Linked DNA regions of Arabidopsis thaliana: region 1 is linked to region 2. Evidence: chromatin contacts called from public capture Hi-C data. All regions are on one chromosome and are shown on one strand. The core of a region is the stretch at or near the end of the contact, and the rest is flanking DNA. Distances in the headings are between cores, read along the strand shown. Region 1 holds the start of AT5G24200 (alpha/beta-Hydrolases superfamily protein). Region 2 holds the start of MAM1 (methylthioalkylmalate synthase 1).

Evidence for each region. Capture Hi-C pulls out chosen DNA fragments and counts their contacts.
Region 1: a contact with region 2 is called in a capture Hi-C map of seedling, with 4 times the contacts expected there. The contact joins the promoter of AT5G24200 here to the promoter of MAM1 in region 2. A contact is called at or near these places in 3 of 26 Hi-C or Micro-C datasets (callus, root and seed embryo) and 3 of 3 other capture datasets (root, seedling and shoot).

The regions. Positions count from the first base shown.
Region 1 is chr5:8,198,024-8,204,467 of TAIR10.1, forward strand. It overlaps AT5G24200 (alpha/beta-Hydrolases superfamily protein), which reads left to right and starts at 4,896. Exons shown (of 4, transcript NM_001343849.1): 1 at 4,896-5,111; 2 at 5,240-5,386; 3 at 5,786-6,407. The coding sequence starts at 5,325. It overlaps AT5G24190 (Lipase class 3-related protein), which reads left to right and starts at 1,734. Exons shown (of 2, transcript NM_122325.2): 1 at 1,734-2,078; 2 at 2,358-3,028. The coding sequence starts at 1,734. The coding sequence ends at 2,750.
Region 2 is chr5:7,699,301-7,705,782 of TAIR10.1, forward strand. MAM1 (methylthioalkylmalate synthase 1) reads left to right here and starts at 3,741. Exons shown (of 10, transcript NM_001343784.1): 1 at 3,741-4,316; 2 at 4,994-5,253; 3 at 5,755-5,968; 4 at 6,099-6,179; 5 at 6,270-6,362; 6 at 6,449-6,482. The coding sequence starts at 3,789.

The DNA of each region.
Region 1 (6,444 bases), core at 3,646-6,145, 500 kb after region 2:
TCTTGAAAGAAAGAAAAAAGAACAGAAGAACTCTATAATTTACTTACTGGGATCTCTTCCTTAACCAGATTCGATTGTGTTCGATTCTGATTGACTTATTAAGACCACGGACAAGGGTAATTTTCAAAATCTTTCTTTTTTCTTTATGTTTTTTAATAAAAAGAAATCCTTGTATTTATTGTAAAGAGTGCCATGAAAAAGCCAAGAAAAAGTTCCTACAATGTTTTTGTATAATCTGTCTTTTAAAGCACATAAGTATAATCTTATTCTTTGTGTAGTTTTAACTTTTGGTAATTAGAGATCTTGATCGAAATTCAGTTTAATTATGAAAGTGTTGGCAGTGGCCAAAAAGAGTGCATCCATTGAAATTGATTTTATTGTTTTCACTTGTCAAATTCTTCCCTCGTAGGAAAAAGAAGAAGAAGAAGAATCGATGGCCTCAGATAGAAATGCTTTCAGCGTCTCTGGCCCTTTCCATCTTACATCTATTGATTGGTATATATATATTTTAGTATACTTCCTTTTGAAATTATTTTTCATACTATAAAAATGTTCAAGAATTTGCTTTCTTAGTTAAGAACTTAAGACCAAGTTCAAATTTTAAAAATATCAGTTTTAAAGTTTAAAAAAATATATCCGACAAAAGAATTGGAATAAGATCATTGGAGGGAATATTAAAATTCTTTAACAAACAAACCTAAAAATCTTTTATGATAGACGATGATTAGTTTATTTTTATTAAAACTACATGAATTCATGTGCTGTGCATGATTTCTTAGGTTTTAGTTGATAACCACTTATGAGGAAAATAACGACTGAGAATGTCATGTTCTTCTTTATTCCCCAGTTTACATGTAATTGTTTTTCAAGTTTCCGGCCGAGATATGAGTTTTACACGATTCCTCTTTATTGTTTATGAAAACAAAATTCAAGAATGATGAAATTTAAAATTAAGATCGTTTATAGTTGTTAATTTTAATATTTTTTTATGATAATAGTTACATTTCTTTATGTACTATATACTTTCATTTTTATTATATATTCATACAAAAAATAACTTTCAAATTAATTGTCACATGAAATGAATGTTATGACTTTATTTAAACTAGTATTGATACTTAAAAAAAAAAGATATGTTTTCAGGTGAATTTTATATTAACCTTTTTTCTTTGAATATAATTTAACATTAAATTTGAAAAAAGTATTAAAATTACTACTAAAATTTTATTTAAAATAAACATCAATAATAAATATTTCAGAAGAGACTAAATTCATTAAATGAATTGTTTTCAACTACATTGTGTTCATTTCCACTTTTTCTCTTATCATTTCGTTCTTATTATTATTTGATGATCACCACTCACCACCAATGTGTGGTAATAAAAAAAATACCAATACCTACTAGCTAGCTACTAAAAGATATATTGGTTTTGTTAAATAGGAACAATTCGTACCATCGAACTTCAGTGGCATCATGTTTGGTAAATGGAGTGTACTTATTGGAAGGGGACAGGCTTAAGAAAAGGGTACGTCGTCCCGATTCACTAGCCACGGCTTGGTGGGAATTTTTCCACTTCACTTTACTCGAAACCTTGATCGACGACGACCGCTCCATATATGGCGCCATTTTCGAATACGACCACTACAATCTTTACCAAAAAAACCCTAATTTGAAACCACCTCCACATTATGTTATTGCCTTCCGCGGCACGGTTCTAAAGGGAGAAACTTGGATGCCTGATGTGAAACTTGACATCCGATGCATCTTAGATAACCTCCATCAAGGCCCCAGGACTATCCACGCCATACAAGCTATCCGCGCTATGATTGACAAACACAGCGAATCAGCTATCTGGCTTGCTGGACACTCTTTGGGAGCCGCCCTAGTGTTGCTGGCCGGGAAGACCATGAAAATTTCTGGATTCCTTCTCGAGAGTTACATATTCAACCCACCCATCATATCTATTCCTCTAGAGCAGCTACCTGGCGGCGTTCTACTTAAAGGTGTGTTTCGAATCACCGAGAGCCTCGTCAAAGCTACTGCAGCTACTGTTACTATGGCCTTAACTGATCAACGGGTAAATATATAATCTTTTTAACGAATTTCAAATGTTTGATCATTTTTGGATAACGAATTCAATTAGCTATGGTGGTTTAGTCATTAAGAACTCATCTTGTTAGTCGAGGCCACGATATCAAGTTTTCCATGTTGGTCAAATTAGAAAATTATTACAAAAAAAAAACAACATTGTTGAAAATATTTCCAGTACTAGTTTATAGTTTATTTTCTTACGAGAACCTATATTGATACTTTTTTTTTTTTTGTAAATCAATACGGTTGTCTTTAACTATTACAGGTTCAAGAAGATTCCAAAACAGCATTGTGGATACCTTATTTATATGTGAATCCAGCAGATCCAATATGTGCAGGATACATTGATTACTTCAAACACAAAATCTTCATGTCTAAGATCGGAGCAAGCCACATCGAGAGAATCGGTTCTAGAAGCTCATTTAGAAATCCATGGACCCGAAGAATAGGAACATCATCATCATCATCATCACCACTGTCTGATTTGTCAATGGAACCTCTTCACCTTCTTCCATCAGCAGATATGACTGTAAACAAGAACAAATCGGCTTCGTCTATGGCAGCTCATGGGCTTCACCAATGGTGGGAGCAAGACTCCGTCCTAAGGAAAAATTGGAAAAACTGTTTGATTAGGCCCGATCCTGGAGACAAATCTTGAAGAGTGCATCAAATGATAAATTAGAGGGCCATATAATAAGGTTTTTTGTTTGGTTAAATTGATGTATGCCTCTTATTTATGTTCTGCTGATCGTTAGTTTGGAACACTCTATCTACCCTTTTCCATGGCACTATGGTTCGTTTCCGTTCATATCTTGTTTTTCTGTCTTTTCCATGTTTTGGAATCATTAATTGAACAAAAATGGATTGTGGTTGGATTTCAATTTTATTATGGCCGGTTTTGGTGAGATATCCGACCTTTAATGGTGTTATGTTTTGTAGCTTTTTCAATCATTTTGTTGTCAATTGCATTTCGTATTATATAGTTTAAAATAAAACAAACCATCATACTTAAATTTAAACAAATAAATATTTCTGATTAAGAATGTTTTTCCTAAATTCTATTTTACAATGTTTTTTTTTTTAAATTGAACTCCTTTAGTTTTGGTGTAAACAAATTAAATATAATCTTTATTTTAAATAGATTTGAAATATACCAAAACGCTTTCATTATCATTAAATATTTTGTTACGTAAACAATTTAAAAATTTATTGGCTCGGACAATCGGTTTCATATTTAAAATAACATATCCAGTCTATACCCAACATTTATATCGGGTCGAATTTAAGTTTTCATTCAATTTTAGATAAAAATATAGTATTTTGTGTTATATATTATATTTTTATTAATTTTATATACTAAGTCTAATTGAATATGAATTTGAGTTAAAAAAAATATATTTGGTTTGATTCTATACCTAAACTCGTATATCTTTTCAAATCGAAGATTGGATATGGTCATATGGACATGGTTCATCCGTTTTAAAAAAAATATTTGGTTTGATTCTATACCTAAACTCGTATATTTTTTCAAATCGAAGATTGGATATGGTCATATGGACATGGTTCATCCGTTTTCTTAAAAAAATTGTATGGTATACCCAAAAAATGTACAACTATATAGTCGTATTTCATTTTTTTCAAATGTGAACTGCGAGTAAATTATCTGCTGAATGAGTGTTAAGGTATATAGCGTGATTGATTGCCAAAGTCAAAGAAAATATGCACCGTTCATTTGTGCTGCGAGCACAGCCATTATATACAAATTAAACCATGTGATCCCTTAAAAAAAGAGACGTGGAGATCTCTCCCCCGTACTCATGTTGCTTACCATGGATAATAGGAACAAATATAATTTTAGAAAAATAACTTGTTTTTTTTTTGTCTAGGTTATTTTAGTCGACGATTTAGTCAAAATTCATTACAATTTAAAAAATATATAAGTAAATGTTATATAAAATTTGCAAAAGGAATAAAAGTAGACGTACGTCCAGAGAAATCGTTTTCTTTGTGTGGTGTGACTGACTGTGTCAGTGTGTGTTTGGTATTTGTTTAATTCTCGGTTGTTTTTATTTTGTTTTTCTAAAAGCATATATATGAAGATGATGCATGCACGAATTAAAGCATATATGAAGATGTTGTTATAACATACATTACCTTGGTGAAGTATGTAAGGGCTTACCCCAGACAAAAAAAAAATGTATAATGTATTTGCTTTAATTCTTCACATTTACTTTTATATTAATTTTCTTAAGACTCTATAATTTGTAAAAAATTCAAAAAATCCACAAAACTATCCCTACAAAATATTTAAAAAGTGTATGAAACTTATTCTTAAGTTTTAATTTGAAGACTGATTTTAAATCAGTGTTTAGGAAGACTCTAGTTATATATGAAATTTACATTGGAAGACTTTTTGAGTCTTCCCAAATGATACATTTGGTTTCAATACGAAGACGCCTAGAAAGTCTTTCCAAATGATATTTTTTTCAAAGATTTTAGTAGTAATTATTATTGAAATATGTTTTAGAAAATTATCATAGATTTAAATAACAACACATTAAATGATCTTTCCAGGTACTTTCCCAAAGTATTTAACAGTTTCCATATGCTTTCTCAATCACCTTAGCTTTATTTCAACTCAAATATCTTCATGGGAAATTTACCGACAATTTCCTATTTGTTTTGTATTCCTATTCGTTTTGTTAAAAAGAAAAGAGGAAATTGTTGTGGAAATTTGTGGCTAAATTCCCCGTGGAGATACACAAGACATATTTAATATTTATCTTCCTCCTTTATTTTTTGTATATCTTGACAATTTTTATTTCTAGAGAAAACAACAATTCCTCTCATTGATCATATAAATAGATGACTTAGAGTTAGAACAATCACAATGAATTTTTAAAACTAGCTCAAATGTCTTTCTCTTCAGGTTGATCATCAACCTGTGTTTGTTTTTGGTTGGTTTCGTCAGTAGCTCTCTCACTTCACTCACAAAGTGAAACCAGTTACAAAACCAGGGGTACTTGATATTTTTGTATTTACAGCTATATCATTGTATCTATCATACACTTTAATTATTTTAATTTTATGTTTTAGTTAATTACTATATACTTTTATTGTTAGTTACATCACCTTTTTCGTATGTAGTATGAATGGATACCATTCTAACATGTAAGTGATAAAAAGAAGAAGAAGAGAAGACGGTGAAAGTGTGAATTAGGAGGAGCTGCTGATGGCCTCACGCAGAGAGATTTTTAGCTTTTCTGGTCCCCCTCCAATTCCCTCTTTTGACTGGTAAATATGCAGTTTCATTTTATATCTTCCCTTCCAAAATAATATTGATTATGGATTCTTTTTTGCCCTTTTTTTTTTTTTAAACAAAGAGTAGATGATTACATTGATCACGAATTATTACTCAAATATCGCAAATTCGATTTAGATACCATTATTTTTTTAACAGAACAAAAATCTGAGAGACAAAAATAATTAATTGACTGTACAAATATATTGATACCACTTCATCCGATGGTTTTTTATTGGTTCTTTTTTCTTTTGACTTCGACATACTTTTGCATGTGTCTTTCAACATTAAATTCAAGTAATATTTCTTAATGATGACACAAACAAAATAATATACATATCTACTCGATGATTCTGTGGTGTATATACTGTAATTGGTTTGTTTTTCAATAGGAACAATTTGTACCACCGAGCGTCATTGGTATCATGTTTAGTGCAAGGAGTGTACACAATGGAACGAGATAGGCAACAAAACCGGTGTGGTTCTGACTCAAAAGCTAGACCTTGGTGGGCGTTTTACAGGTTCACTTTATACCAACAACTTAGGGACGCATTAGATGGCTCCATATACGGGGCCGTTTTCCAGAACGACATCAATTACCAGAATACTCCCAACTCGATAGTACCTCCACGTTACATTATTGCGTTACGTGGAACGATCTTAAGCCCACAAACTATGGCTTGTGATGTTCAGCTTAACATTCGTATCGCCTTCGAGAACCTCTACCGCGGGGGTAGATTTGTGCAGGCCATTCAAGCAATGCAATATTTTGTGGCCACATATGGAAACACAGCTATCTGGATCGCTGGACACTCTCTAGGAGCTGGCCTTGCACTACTCGCGGGGAAGATCATGGCCATGTATGGATGCCCTGTCGAGGCTTACATCTTCAATCCACCTATCTCCTTGATTCCTCTAGAGCAGCTAGTGGAGAGTGAGGATCTTAAATGTGCGGTCCGACTCGCTAGGGATATCCTCAAAGCCGGCATAGCAAGAGTCCTAGACCTTAATGAGGTATCAAATCTTCATAATACTTATGGTACTTCACAAA
Region 2 (6,482 bases), core at 2,491-4,990:
AAATAATTATATATATAACGTTTGCACAGAGAGTTGCAACAAAACTAATCAAACCCTTAAATCAATGAGAAACTAAAAAAACTAAATCAAAAGAAGACCTTAATTTTTCCCATGATTTTATTTTCCAATTCTTTGTAATATCAAATTCCACGAGATAAAGTTTTTAGATGGGATAACTTGTAAGAAGTCTTTGTTTCCAGTAGACTATCTGTTCATTATAAAGAGTACTACACACTACAATATATAGGCATATATAGAAATATCTGTATTATTTGTCGTTGTGTTGTTTGTATTCTCTTTTTGAGAACCGGTCTAAAGTTTTGAGAGGCCTAAATTAAATAACGAGCAAAATGTAAAGATTGTGTATAGTTGTCTATAGAGAAAGAGAAGGAAAGGATTGTGTATAAAAGTCATCACCTTTGGTCAGTAACTCGAGCGGCCAGGAGAAATTGATTGATGGAAATGCAGATACTATTCATTTGTGAAAATGACATATATACCCTTCCCAGATGGTTCATCTTTTCCTTCAGCACATATCCTTCGATTACTATTATTCTCTGCTTTTTCTTGTAAGAAAATTTACTAAAAGTAAGAAAAAGTAAGGTAGGGACAATAACGTTACACGTCGGTCTAATACAACGTTACATATGGTAAAATAAATAGAAAGGATCGAATATATAAAATATTTGAGACTTTATAAAACAAATAATGTTTAACTGACTTTAATAAATAGATCATATTCTGATATTCATCTTAAAAAAGAGATTTATATTCATCTAAACTTTAAGCGAACGGAAGAGTTGAAACGAAATGGAGGGATGCCACCAACCAAGCTCAAGATCTCTCTCTCGGATGGTTAGTGGACCCTTAGTATGTGGTCGATATATTAAGCTTTTGGTCCAAAAAAGAATTGGGACTTATAAGCCCATAGGCCCTTTAATTTGTGTAGAAATTGTTCATCTTACTTCATGACAAACAATCAACTCTCTAAAAACTTGATTATGTATGGATTTTGATAATAATTCCCTTCAAATTGCAAGTGGAAGAATACGTAAAAACATAATATTAAGAAACTTTAATTCAGCATGAAGAAAAAAGTTGGTAAACATAGCAGTGAACTCTATGAATCTTTAACCATGGAATTTCAAGAGATTCCACCAAAAACACTTCAAGTTATTCTATGAGGAAATAAAAATACTGGAGGACCGTATAACAACCTACATGCAAGTTAAGAGTTTTCAACAATTACCCATATCCAATCGTCACAAGATCCGTATCCAATCCTTCTATTTTTAGTTTCTATAAATTTTATTATAAGCTATAATTTTAAATGAAGTACTAGATTTTAACCCGCGGTACACCGCGGGGACAATTAATTTTTTAATATATATAAAAGTTTGCAAATTGTATCTATATATAAAATATTTTTATTTTAAAGTTTACAATTGTTATTAAGTAATGTCCTGTCAAACTCGTCCCGTAAAAAACCTATTTATTTTATTAATGTTGATTTTATTTATGATATGTTTATAAATCATTGTATAAATATTTTGTAATTTTGTAGTAATTAACTGCTATCAAATATTTATGCAGTTTGATGCTTATAATCGAATTGTTATAATCATGAAAAAAGCAATATCAAAAATGATAATTTTGTAGTGTTTAAATGATATTAAATATTTTGGAAGTTTTATTTTAGTAACTAATTGTGTAGTTAATGTGGAGAGATTTCGGGAAGATAGTTAAATATCAAATATTTAATTCGAAGATTTACTTTCTAATTATCAAAAATAATTATTAAATATTAGTGGCAACCACTGTAAATAAGTCCCAACTTGAAGATTTATTTCACAAAATGGCTGCAAAAATGTATATATAGATACTAATTTTGGATGAATTTCATTAAATTCACTTGTATATTTTTTTATTATAACGTAAAATAATTTAGTTACAATTTTATATAATTAGGATCCAATCCCTCTATTTTAGTATCTATAAGTTTTAATGTTTTATTAATGTAAAATAATTTAGATATAATTTAATTATTAGTATCTAATTTTTTATTATAATATAAAATAGTTTTTTTTGTTTTTTTTGGCAAAAAATGTAAAATAGTTTATTTATTACTTTAAATTAGTATCCAATCCCACAGCACTGTATGGCTGAAGTTATCCACAACTCACCTACCTATACAAGCATACACGTGATGATATCATGCTAATCACTTCTGAAGGAACAATGCCGAAAATTAAACCTTATTATGCATTCATTAACATCCGAATCCATTTTTCTACTTTGACAAAATGAACAATATCCACATGCCAGCATCTAGCTAGATGCAGACCTGGTAAGGCACCAATGGGTTTGAAACCTTCCTCCATATTGTTCCAATTTGTATATATTGCATTTCAAAAAACCAGAAATATTTACTGTACCATTCACGATCGACCCAAAGGATTTGAACCCAATCTCATAGCCTAATGAATCGTATTCAAAATTGATATGCACCATGAGAAACTGGTATCATAAACAAAAACTGATATGCAAATTAATTAATTAAATCACACATATGCTATATTTTCTCTATGGGCTGGACTGGTGTTTTGTTTTAATTATTATGATAAGAAGAATTGCACCAAAAAAAAAAAAGAAAAAAAAAAAGAAGAAAATCGTATCTTTTTGTTCTACCTATACAGACACATAATGCATCATTTTAGTTTTTGGGACAAAGACATAATGCATCAACGTGTCAGCAATATATGAAACGTGAAGAATGTTTTGTCTGAGTCTGAGTAAAATTACTAGAAATTAAAATTAGTAAGACTGACTAATTACAAATATCCCAAGTCTGTGTTTATTCTAAGACAACTACTAGAAAACTTAACTATATTAGACTACCAACTAGGCAACAAATATCACAAAGAATATCGTATGTCACCTACCTGGAGGTGCATACCACGTGATTTTATCCCCATTTTAGATATGGTCATATCGATTAGTTATTGTATATAAAAAAAAAATTCTTACAGGCTATAAACTATTATGCTACAAATTTTGGTAAAAACCTATTACTTGTTATTCCGTTTCCAAAACATATTATGGCTATATTAAAGTGTGTATAAATGAGTTAAAACATTTTTAACAACAAATAAATGTAAAAAAAATGAGTTTAACATCGTTGTAAGTAAACTTAGGATTTGTTTGTTACCTCAAACTTAAATATTATTCCCTCTGTTTCTAACTAAGTGTAGTTTAAAGGTTTTTTATTTTTTTCAGTATAAGTATTGTTTTCACTTTTCGATGCAAACATTAAATGTATTTAATAGTTTTTAACCAATTATATTTTACATCATATTTTTTATTGGTTGGATTAGTTGTAATTGGTGATATTTTTTTTAAAAAAAGATAAATCAAATGAGATTTATATATTTTCTTAATTTGCGTGCAAAAACTTTAAATTAAAAATATTAAGAAACAGAGAGAGTATCTTTTCTATACATAGGTATATCACTTATATATATATATATGTATACAGCTAAATATTTATGTAAAAATGTAAACATACGAAACTGTTTATAGAAAGTATAATATTCTAAAATAAGATATCAAACACAGTATAATATTTAATTTTAAAGAAGATACTATTTTGCGTTTAATGTTTTCATCGAATATAATTTCTTATTCCGCTAACTCAAATGTTTATTATTTTTAACATCAAAATGTTTCTAATACTAAAAAGTTTAATAAATAAAAAAATCTCTCTATAAATAGATAAATTATATCGTATAATGTTCAAAACAATTCCCACACTATCTTTCCTCCACATTAAAGTAAAGTATCTCTCTCTTTTTTCTCCTACGTACTCCATAGTGATGGCTTCATCGCTTCTGACATCTTCCGTTATGATCCCTACCACCGGTTCCACCGTGGTTGGCCGGTCAGTGTTACCCTTTCAATCTTCCCTGCACTCTCTCCGCCTGACCCATTCGTACAAGAACCCCGCATTGTTCATCTCATGTTGCTCTTCTGTGTCCAAAAATGCGGCAACTAGTTCTACTGATCTCAAACCCGTTGTGGAACGGTGGCCGGAGTACATACCGAACAAGCTTCCCGACGGAAACTATGTGCGTGTATTCGACACGACGCTCCGTGACGGTGAACAATCTCCTGGTGGATCCCTCACTCCGCCGCAGAAGCTAGAGATTGCCCGACAGCTCGCTAAACTCCGAGTAGACATCATGGAAGTCGGTTTTCCGGGATCATCTGAAGAAGAGTTAGAAACCATTAAGACCATCGCCAAGACTGTGGGGAATGAGGTTTTTTCTTTATTTCCTTCACTTAAATGATTATGTACATATTTTAACACACAAAAAAAAACTTGATATAATTTTATGTTCAAACTATATATATATAGTTGATAAATTGCACATGACCCTTATAGTTGAGGCCGAAATAAAGAAAACAAATTATGTGTTTAGAATTTTTTCAAAAACGGCTGATGAATACATTAGGACTATTTGTCTTAATTTATAAACTGTATTAGTATTTAAATTTTACTACTAATTTTGCGGTCCTTATTTATTTTTATTTTAATCCGTTTGTTGTAGCCTGCTGCTTTTTTTGTTTTCCTTCACTTGGATGTAGTTTTATTCGTGTTTTTTTTTCCTACCATCTATTCTTCTAGTTATAGTGTTATTTATAATTAGCCAAGTTCTAACGGGTTAGAGAAAGCACATGCACATGATTAGTTAGAGCCGGTCGTATAGTTAAGATTTTTTTTTTGTGACATATATATGACAAAATTATGTGTAAAAGTGTAAGAATCCCATATATATCAGAAATACAATTCTAGCATATACAATATATGAGTTAATATTATATAGTCATTACTAGTTGGTTTTGTGTTGAAACTCATGAATGCTCCCAAATGGAGCGAGTAACGGTCAAAGTTGACAACAACGAACATTAATTACTATATTGTTGTTTTGCTTAGGTGGATGAGGAAACAGGTTACGTCCCTGTGATATGCGCCATAGCTCGATGCAAACATAGAGACATTGAGGCGACTTGGGAGGCGCTGAAGTACGCGAAGAGGCCAAGGATACTCGTATTCACATCTACTAGTGACATTCACATGAAATATAAGTTGAAAAAGACTCAAGAAGAAGTGATTGAGATGGCCGTGAGTAGTATTAGGTTTGCTAAAAGCTTGGGCTTCAATGACATCCAGTTTGGGTGCGAAGATGGCGGCAGGTCCAAATCTTTAAACCTTTATATATCTCAATTGTTTCTCTGCGTTTTTGGTTTAGTTTTATTTATGCTTAGTTTGTATTACCAAACTATTTTTGTTAGTAACTTATGTTTGCGTTGACATTTGGGTATATTTTTGGCAAGAATAATTCACAAACAAAAGGCATGAATGATTGTGAGTTTTTTTGTTTTTTTTTATATAGTTTTTGGTTTCTGGATTTTAGAATTTGGTTTTTGGATTTTGCAAAAATAGAAAATAGATAAGTGGGGAAAAAATGTTATGTTAAGAATTTGTTCAGGAAAAGTGAAGAACTCAAATAAGATGGTTTTTAGATTGTCACTAAAACATTGTTAAGATCTTTCAAACACTAGATTTCTAGATCATAATAGAAAAGGCGGTTTTAGCTGTTACTAGATATGTTATGGATTTTGTGCGAATTTTACATATATGATCATGTCATATATATATATATATATTTGATTTTAAAATATAGTGTGATTCAGGTCGGACAAGGATTTCCTATGCAAGATTCTAGGAGAAGCCATAAAAGCCGGTGTTACGGTGGTGACCATCGGTGATACGGTAGGGATCAACATGCCACATGAATACGGGGAACTCGTGACTTATCTCAAAGCAAACACCCCTGGAATTGACGATGTTGTCGTCGCTGTTCATTGTCACAACGACCTTGGTCTTGCAACCGCCAACTCAATCGCCGTACGGAACTAACTCTTTTTTTGTGTGTGTGTGTTAGATATATTTTCATATATATATTTACTAATATAGATTCTCAATGTGACAAAAATATGAACATATAAAACAACGAATTTACATGATATATATATAGGGTATACGTGCGGGAGCAAGACAGGTCGAAGTAACTATCAACGGAATTGGTGAAAGAAGTGGCAATGCGTCGCTTGAGGAGGTATCATCATTTTTGTTACCATAATCTCATCACTACCATGATCATGATCATGATCATCATTATCAACATGACCATTTAAATGGTATGTAGGTCGTGATGGCTTTGAAATGTCGAGGGGCATATGTGATCAATGGGGTTTACACAAAAATAGACACACGCCAAATCATGGCTACCAGCAAGATGGTATATATTCACACATGCCATATATATACATATATATATATATATATATAATTAATTAACAAAAATTTATGTAAACTCTTGAGCAGGTTCAAGAGTACACGGGCTTGTATGTTCAAGCAC